Regions from separate parts of the Danio rerio genome. Here region 1 is linked to region 2. Evidence: chromatin contacts called from public Hi-C data. All regions are on one chromosome and are shown on one strand. The core of a region is the stretch at or near the end of the contact, and the rest is flanking DNA. Distances in the headings are between cores, read along the strand shown.

Region 1 (3,938 bases), core at 172-2,671, 180 kb before region 2:
TCACTGTAAAACTTCTTACTTGGTTAAACTTACATCTTCAAGGCAGCTGGTGAACTTGTGTTTGTGTTGTGTTGTGAGAGATTCGTTAATTTAACTTAAGATGTTGAGTTTCACAATATATATTAGTAAAACTCAACATCTTAAATTGAAACCAACAATCTCTCTAAGTTGAGTTTTAAACTAGCTTATTATTTTGTATTATTTGAAGTAAAATATAGTTCTTTTCGTAGGGTATCTATTACTCAAAGCAACAGCCTAAAAATACTTTTTATGCATGGTGGTGTTTTTTCTTTGATTTTTGACTTTCACCCTTTTCCCTAGAGTCATTATACATATTACATAATACATGCAAGTTTACATTTGCATAGTTCCACTGATCTGTGAAAGCTTTGCATACACAAGTCTCCTCGTGTTTTACCTTTGAGCATTCATTCATTTGAAATATCAAAGGGGGGACCACCTGAAACTGTCGCTTTCTCTGGCTTTTCCAGGATTCATTGGGTGAGTCTGAAAAAGATGTTAATATTTGTTTTATTCTATGAATGTCTAAAACATTTCTTCTAAAATTCCGATAAAATATGGTAATTTACAGCATTTTTTTACTATTACATGTTATACAATGTGGTCAAAATCACGGTTATTCCACCAAATATAAGGGGAAATGTAAGTAAATATATATTGATAATGTATAAAAAATGAACACGACAAAATTAAATAGATATTCAGTTATCATGCTAGAAACAATACACAAAAGAGAAAAAAATAGTGAAAATGAATCAATCTTTTGTGTTTTTGTGTTGTGAGTGGCCCACCCCCTTAGTCTAAAAACTAATAGAAATCTGAAAACATGATTTTTTTTGCAAATATTTTGAAAGTAATAGTAAAATTTCTAATTGTAGATATTAGATCTACAATTAATATCTAAATAATAGGAATATTATCAATGTTTCGGCTCCATTTTAATCAAATGCAACTAGATCAACAGCCAGTGAGAATGGTCAAGTGGTCTAATTTGTTTTCCATAGCTCGCGTAAAGCGAGTAGACGTCAAAAAGCACCAGAAATCTTCGAATAGTTTATATCTGCTGTAAATATTAAGTCTAAACACAATATAGGCTATAAAATGTGAAATATAATGAACGCAGAACTTCCGAGGTTATAAATATGCAGTCAACACGCAATGCTCGAGGTGCTTTCATCAGTCCGGTAGTTCCCTCATAGACTACCCCTCTCTCTCTCTCACACTGTCGTGTCTTTGACCGTGAGCTGCAGCCTTGGCACGGTGCCAGACTCCCATTGTGCCCTCTGATTGGCTGTTGAAAGGCGCCGTCCTCCTGGATGAACTCAGCGACTGGCCTCTGATTGGTGCAGAGCGGCTGAGCGGTTGTGGGCTGATGCCTCGCTCATGAATATTCATAAGTGCCGGAGAGCTACATGCGGCCTCACCCTCGCGCCGTTGCTAGACGAGTCTGTTATCTATCAGCGACTTTATCGCCGGTTTTCTTGGACTTTGCCGGGCATTTCAGGATTTAACAGAGGTCAAATACCAGAAAAGGTGGGTTTTGAGAAGCCTGTGTTGTTTCTTAAATTCGATAGACGGTTAGTTTGCCGGCCGGCTTTCCTTTAGCAAGGAGTGGTAGGAAGCGAATGATGCGCGTTCATGATGTATTCTTAAGGCACATGTCAATGTAAACCGACTGTAATATTAAAAATAGTACAACAATTTAATTCCTAATCATTTAGTAGACGTTATTTAGTGATTAGTAAGTCTGATCTTTGTATCTCTCTTCCACTCTACCTCATTGATATTTTCACTCTGATATTCATCTTGATTATGTAATATTGTGTGCTTCCCGTCTAATCTATCATGCTTCTGTTATTTCAGGTCACATTATCCGGTTACGACCTGGTTACACGTTTGATTGACGTATTGAAGCCACACCCATGCTTTAAATCCACCTGCGCTTTCAGAAACTTACTCTACTGAAGCGCACAGGGATCCGAGCACTGTCTGGACACAAATAATAGCGGATAAACCTTCTGTTTAAGCTATCTGGACCACCCAGCTCAAGAAAAACGGCTGCGTTTAACGAAAGCTTTGTTCTGCATTTAAGCCCTCCAGGTCAATAGGACAGCAAAGATGATGCAAATCTGCGACTCCTACAACCAAAAAAACTCTCTCTTCAATGCCATGAACCGGTTTATCGGCGCCGTGAACAACATGGACCAGACGGTCATGGTGCCAAGTTTGCTGAGGGACGTCCCGTTGGATCAGGAAGAGGAGAAAGAGGTAACCTCTTTCCAGGATGGAGACATGTATGGCTCTTATGTGCTCCTCAAATCAATCAGGAATGATATTGAATGGGGTGTACTTCAAGCCGAAGAGAGGCGTAAGGAGAAACATGGCGTGACGACGACATCCCTGGAGGTGTCTCGCATCGAACCAAACGATAAGGACTTGGAAAAGCTGTTTCATTATCATCTAAGCGGACTACACACAGTACTGGCGAAGCTCACTAGAAAAGCGAACACTTTAACAAACAGGTACAAACAAGAAATTGGAATTGGTGGCTGTGGGAATTGAGACGAACTGAAGTTTACAACGCCGTTGGACCGCAAAAAAAAAAAAAAAAAAAAAAATCACAAGGGTGCAGCAGGGGTTGAAGCCAAATGGGCCCCTCGTGGTTTCCATGCATCTTTAATTCCCCGGATCGAAAAAGACTAGTGCTCGATGCCGGTTCATAAGCACCCTTAATTCCCCTGCTAACATCCCTTGATATTGTTTGCACAACCTGGATACTAGCTTTTGAAATTTAATGCGACTTATTTAAATAAGCAAACACTTCAAAAGATATGCAAAAGATATTTCATGGACCGTTTTGGCAGTTGTAATAGTGTTGCTTCTAACGGGCTGGAGTCAGAATTAAAACCCCTAATTATGTAATAAAAAGTGCACAGTTCTGCGCTCAACAGCCGCTGGTACATCATGACTTCCCAATCGATGATGGAATCGCATGATAGATCCTACGGATGTTGAGAGATTCCTGGAGATTGCGTCATAGTTACTGTTGTTAAATGTCTAGAAGGAAAAAGTTGTCGTGTATTTTTTTCTATGGTCCCTAAAATAAACATTTTATAAATGCAACTGTTTACTCAAATGTGTGATTTATTAGTAACACTAAAACTCATGATTAACAATGAATCATTCCCTTCCAGGATGTCCTTGCGAAATATCACTATACAGTACGTCTAGTGCGCTTGTCTTATTGAGCTCAGCAAACACTAGGCTGTGTTGGCGCGCGCAGCTGCTGCTGAGGTCCGCAGAGGGATCAGGCACATTAAATTAAGACCTGGCAACGTCTGAAAGAGCTGAGCACCTGCAGTGCATTTTTCCGATTGGTGCTGCTGAGTCACTGCTTGAGCTGCACTTAATGACGGACGTCTCTAATCTAAGCAGCCCACACTGGCTTAATACCCCTCAAGAGACTAATGTTGAGTCTTCAAAACTAAAGGATTCATTTCCCAATGCCTGAGGTCTTGTTTTAGGCTAGTAACATGTTTTGTGGGGGATTTATAAATGTCAATAAAAGAGTTTAGATTTGCCTAAGACTGCTGAATCAAGCAAAAATTTCACGGTAAAGTCCTGTAATCCAATAAATATTTCACCTGAATTGTTAAAGATCTTTACAGTAAACAAAATGTCAAATGTAAACAAATTATATAGAAATCTGTGCGCAAGACAAAATATGTTTAGTTTAGTTTTGATGCTAAACCAAGGATGGGCAAACTTGATCCTGGAGGGCCGGTGTCCTTGCAGAGTTTTGTTCCAACACTAGTCAAACACACCTGAACAAACTAATCAGTGTCTTCAAGATCACTTGAACTCTATAGGGAGGTCTGTTTGAATAGGGTTGGAGCTAAACTATGCAGGACACTGGC
Region 2 (3,612 bases), core at 197-2,696:
TTACATGTTATTAATAATTAATGATATTCATCTATGTGAAGACACTGATCATGTGAATGATTTCTCACAATAGTTGTCAACAATGATTGAAAACGGATACATATCAACCAATGCAAGTGTGATTTAAAAAGAATAGCTACAATAAATAGAAGCAGCTTACTGGTATGTGGTGCTATGGTAAACTAATTTTATAACAGGCCCACGGGCAACTCATGTGATCCTCATGGGCTACCTGGTGCCCGCGGGCACCATGTTTTTGATCCCTGTGATAGAATATATAATGCTATATATAATTCTCTATTATGCCTTTCACACTACGAGAGACTCATAGCGGCAAATCGACAAGCGACTGTTTTTTTTCTATGAAGAACGAACGACTTCTGGCGACCACCTACTGTTGGTGACCAGGTGGGTGTGTGGAGTGACGCAACAAAGTTTAGAATCCTTCAACTTCATGCAAATGAAGAGGGTTTTTCTTGAGCGACAGCCAATAGGAGCACCAGTAGAGAGCCTCTCAGCTCGCTCAGAGGCCGGTTGTATTGTCTGTGCTGTATATAGCTACGCAGACCTGCATTTGCAGCAGGTCAACATTCAGAGCGACAGGCAGCTACAAAGTCACTGCTAATGTGAATGAGGCATTATAGATTAGTGGCCAAACTTGGTCCTGGAGGGACCAACTTGCCTCCACACACCTGCCTGGAAGTTATTAGGATACCTAGATAAAGCTTGATTAGCTAGTTCAGGTGTGTTTACCTGGGGTCGAAGCTAAAATCTGCAGGACACCTGCACTTCAGGATCGAGTTTGGCATCCCTGGATTAGTGATTCTACAATGTTTCCCACTGACATGCCCCTAAACTCAGAAACTTGAAGTTAAAGAAAATGTTCTCATTCATGGTTACTACTTTGTAGTGGTGTTCGTGTAGATTCAACACATAAATATGATTTATCCAATAAGACTTGAACAGACCAAGATTTCACTTTCAGGTCTAGGGTCATGGCAGAGCAAATGCTTGAAAACAAAAACCTTCCAGACCAAAGTTAATGATAGTAAAATCTCAACATTTACAGCTAACGACATCTGCTTTTGAAGGTAACTCAATCACTTTGCTTCCACCAAAGCAACAACACACCTGTGCACCTGCAAGTATACGCAAGTGGCCTTAACCTCTTGACCCCGAGCAACACCAGCTCCTCTTTCCAGCCCTTCCAAACACTTACAGCCCTGCGGAAGCAGTGCAAGCGCTAAACTACTGCTCCATCTTTCCGTATCTCTCTCTCTCTCCCCTTCTCTCCCGTGGGTTCATTCATTTTTCATTAGCTGCGCTAACGCAGGCAAAACACTGTCTGTCTCTGGCTGCTCCGGCACACACACACACACACGCTTTCCCCTCCCTCTCAATCTCACTCGCTTGCTTTGTCTCTCTGGCTTGCTTCCTTGCAATCTGTAGCCTGTGCGCACACACATACACACTCAGACACGCTCCTTTTCCCTCTCGCAATCTCAGCCTCACACACGTCTCCCCGGTGCTCGTTTTCTCTGCCTCCCTCCTGCTCGCAATCTTTTTCACACACACACACACACACACAAATACACACACACACACACACACACACACACACAGGCACTCTCCCTCCCTTCCCGTGCTCGTTGACACTCGGCTCTCTCTCCAATGCCATGCCGAGGGGAAACGCTTTCTTCTCCTCTAATTGAAGCTGTTCCGTTGCCATGACGCCGCCCAGAGAGAGAGACACGCGGAGGACTGCTGATTGTTCAGCGGCAGCACTGTTTTTCTCTCGCACACACATAGACATGCACGCAGCGCAGGGCTGCTTTTTTCTGCACTATGATTGCGAGTGTGTGTGTGTGTATATGTCGGGGGAAAGAGTCATGGTGTTAAAATATTACCCCTGGCCATGACGGGCTTTAATGCCACAGGAAAAAAACAGCACTGGCTGGTTAGCCACATGACGTGATCAGGCCGCTTGATTTTCTAGAGGTTTGACTTCAGGAATAGGTTGCGCCTGCTTATGAGAGCGAATCAAGAAATATGCACTTATTTTTATTAAAATTAGGAACTTTAAAAGGTTATTTTGTCATCCATCATTGAAGTCCCCTTCATTTCATAAATAAACAGTACAACAAATCAACTTTAACTAGGGAATAACAAAATCAAATGAGAGTACCATCCAGGTATTAAAGTGCATCATTACTTTTTGGAATTTGGAAAGTACTATTTTTAAAAATGGAATAGAATCGTAAGGGGTGCACCTTAATATTTTTCTGCCTTTCACCATCACTATTCGTTTCTAAATATTCTGGAGTTCTAAATTCTTTCTGTTTCAATAAATCATTGAATTTTGTTTGCCAATGTCCACAAATTTGTCAAATGCAATATCACATTCCCAATTCTGGATCTTTTAGTCCCGGGACACCAAGCCGACGCCAAACAACTAGCACCAACAACACACAACTGTTTTGTTGCCTCGTGTTGGATCACATCTGGACCAAAAAGCTGCTTGTAAATACAGCAAACGGACTGAAGCAAGATCGTTGCTAGATCGGATACGTTTGCGGCCGGAAGTTAACCAGAATTATTTATATTTATTACACTTCCCATTTATTGTGTTTTATTAATGTCTAACTCCACGCCAACCCTAAACCCAACCTTCACTGTATTGTAAAAACAGTAGTTGTACAGATTATTTGTTGTCCAATAAATTACCCAATAAATTGTATTTTTTAACCACCCTAAACCCAACCATCACAGTACTGTAAAAACAGTAGTTGTATTGAATGCTATTTATGTTTCTATTAAATTACCCAATAAATTTTATTTTTTAATGCCTACCCCAACCCTAAACCTAACCATCACAGTAATGTAAAAACAGTAGTTGTACAGATTATTATTCATGTTATTTATTAAATTACCCAATAAATTGTATTTTTTAACGCCTACTTCCACCCCAACCCTAAACCCAACCATCACAGTGTAAAAATATGAATTACTGTTATACAGTGTCATTAAAAATGCTGCTATATTAATGTGCATAATCACACTTCCCGTCAGCCGCATATCCGATGTAGACTTTACCTGAAGCAAGAGCCATATTCTGCACCTGAGTACATGTCTTACACAGGAACCGTTTTCTCTTTCCGCAAAGAGAAATCAAACATTCAACATGCACAGACAAAGTGTAAACAAAGTAGGCATGGGCTGGTATAAGACTCTGATGGTCTGAACAGTATTGTAATTACTGCTCTAAAATATATTCTTTTTAAATGTCTGGGTAAAAAGCAACAGCTTTTTTCCACTTTGAACACAATATATTGTATTTTTATAAACATTTTAAATGCTTTGTTACAGTAAACATGTCAAATGAATTTCAAATTAATTATCTGTCTTCATTGGTTTTAAAAACACAGATTTCTCTACAGTTGAGAAACAAATGGTATCTTTGGATATCTTTTCTGCTAGAGATGCTGTTGTCCTAAAAAAAAAAAAAAAAAAAAAATGTACAAAACATAAATAAAAAAACCTTACAAATACCTTAGGAATGAAATTACAGAAAATGTTGGCGTATTTATCCAAACCGCGATATACCTTGAAAAC

Evidence for each region. A called contact is a pair of places that touch in the nucleus more often than the background predicts.
Region 1: a Hi-C map of an unstated tissue shows a contact between it and region 2, with 2.9 times the contacts expected there. The contact joins the promoter of mid1ip1b here to the enhancer-like site in region 2. A contact is called at or near these places in 2 of 18 Hi-C or Micro-C datasets (caudal fin and an unstated tissue).

What each region holds. Positions count from the first base shown.
Region 1 is chr22:11,088,378-11,092,315 of GRCz12tu, reverse strand. It overlaps mid1ip1b (MID1 interacting protein 1b), which reads left to right and starts at 1,421. Exons shown (of 2, transcript NM_200832.2): 1 at 1,421-1,554; 2 at 1,885-2,634. The coding sequence starts at 2,140. The coding sequence ends at 2,583. It also overlaps a transcript of sgsh not described here.
Region 2 is chr22:10,912,960-10,916,571 of GRCz12tu, reverse strand. It overlaps a transcript of sgsh not described here. Among named protein-coding and RNA genes, the nearest start is that of bcor, 120 kb to the right of the region's middle. Within about 2 kb of position 1,446, at least 40 of the 62 cell types and tissues checked have an H3K27ac peak or open chromatin away from gene starts, as enhancers often do.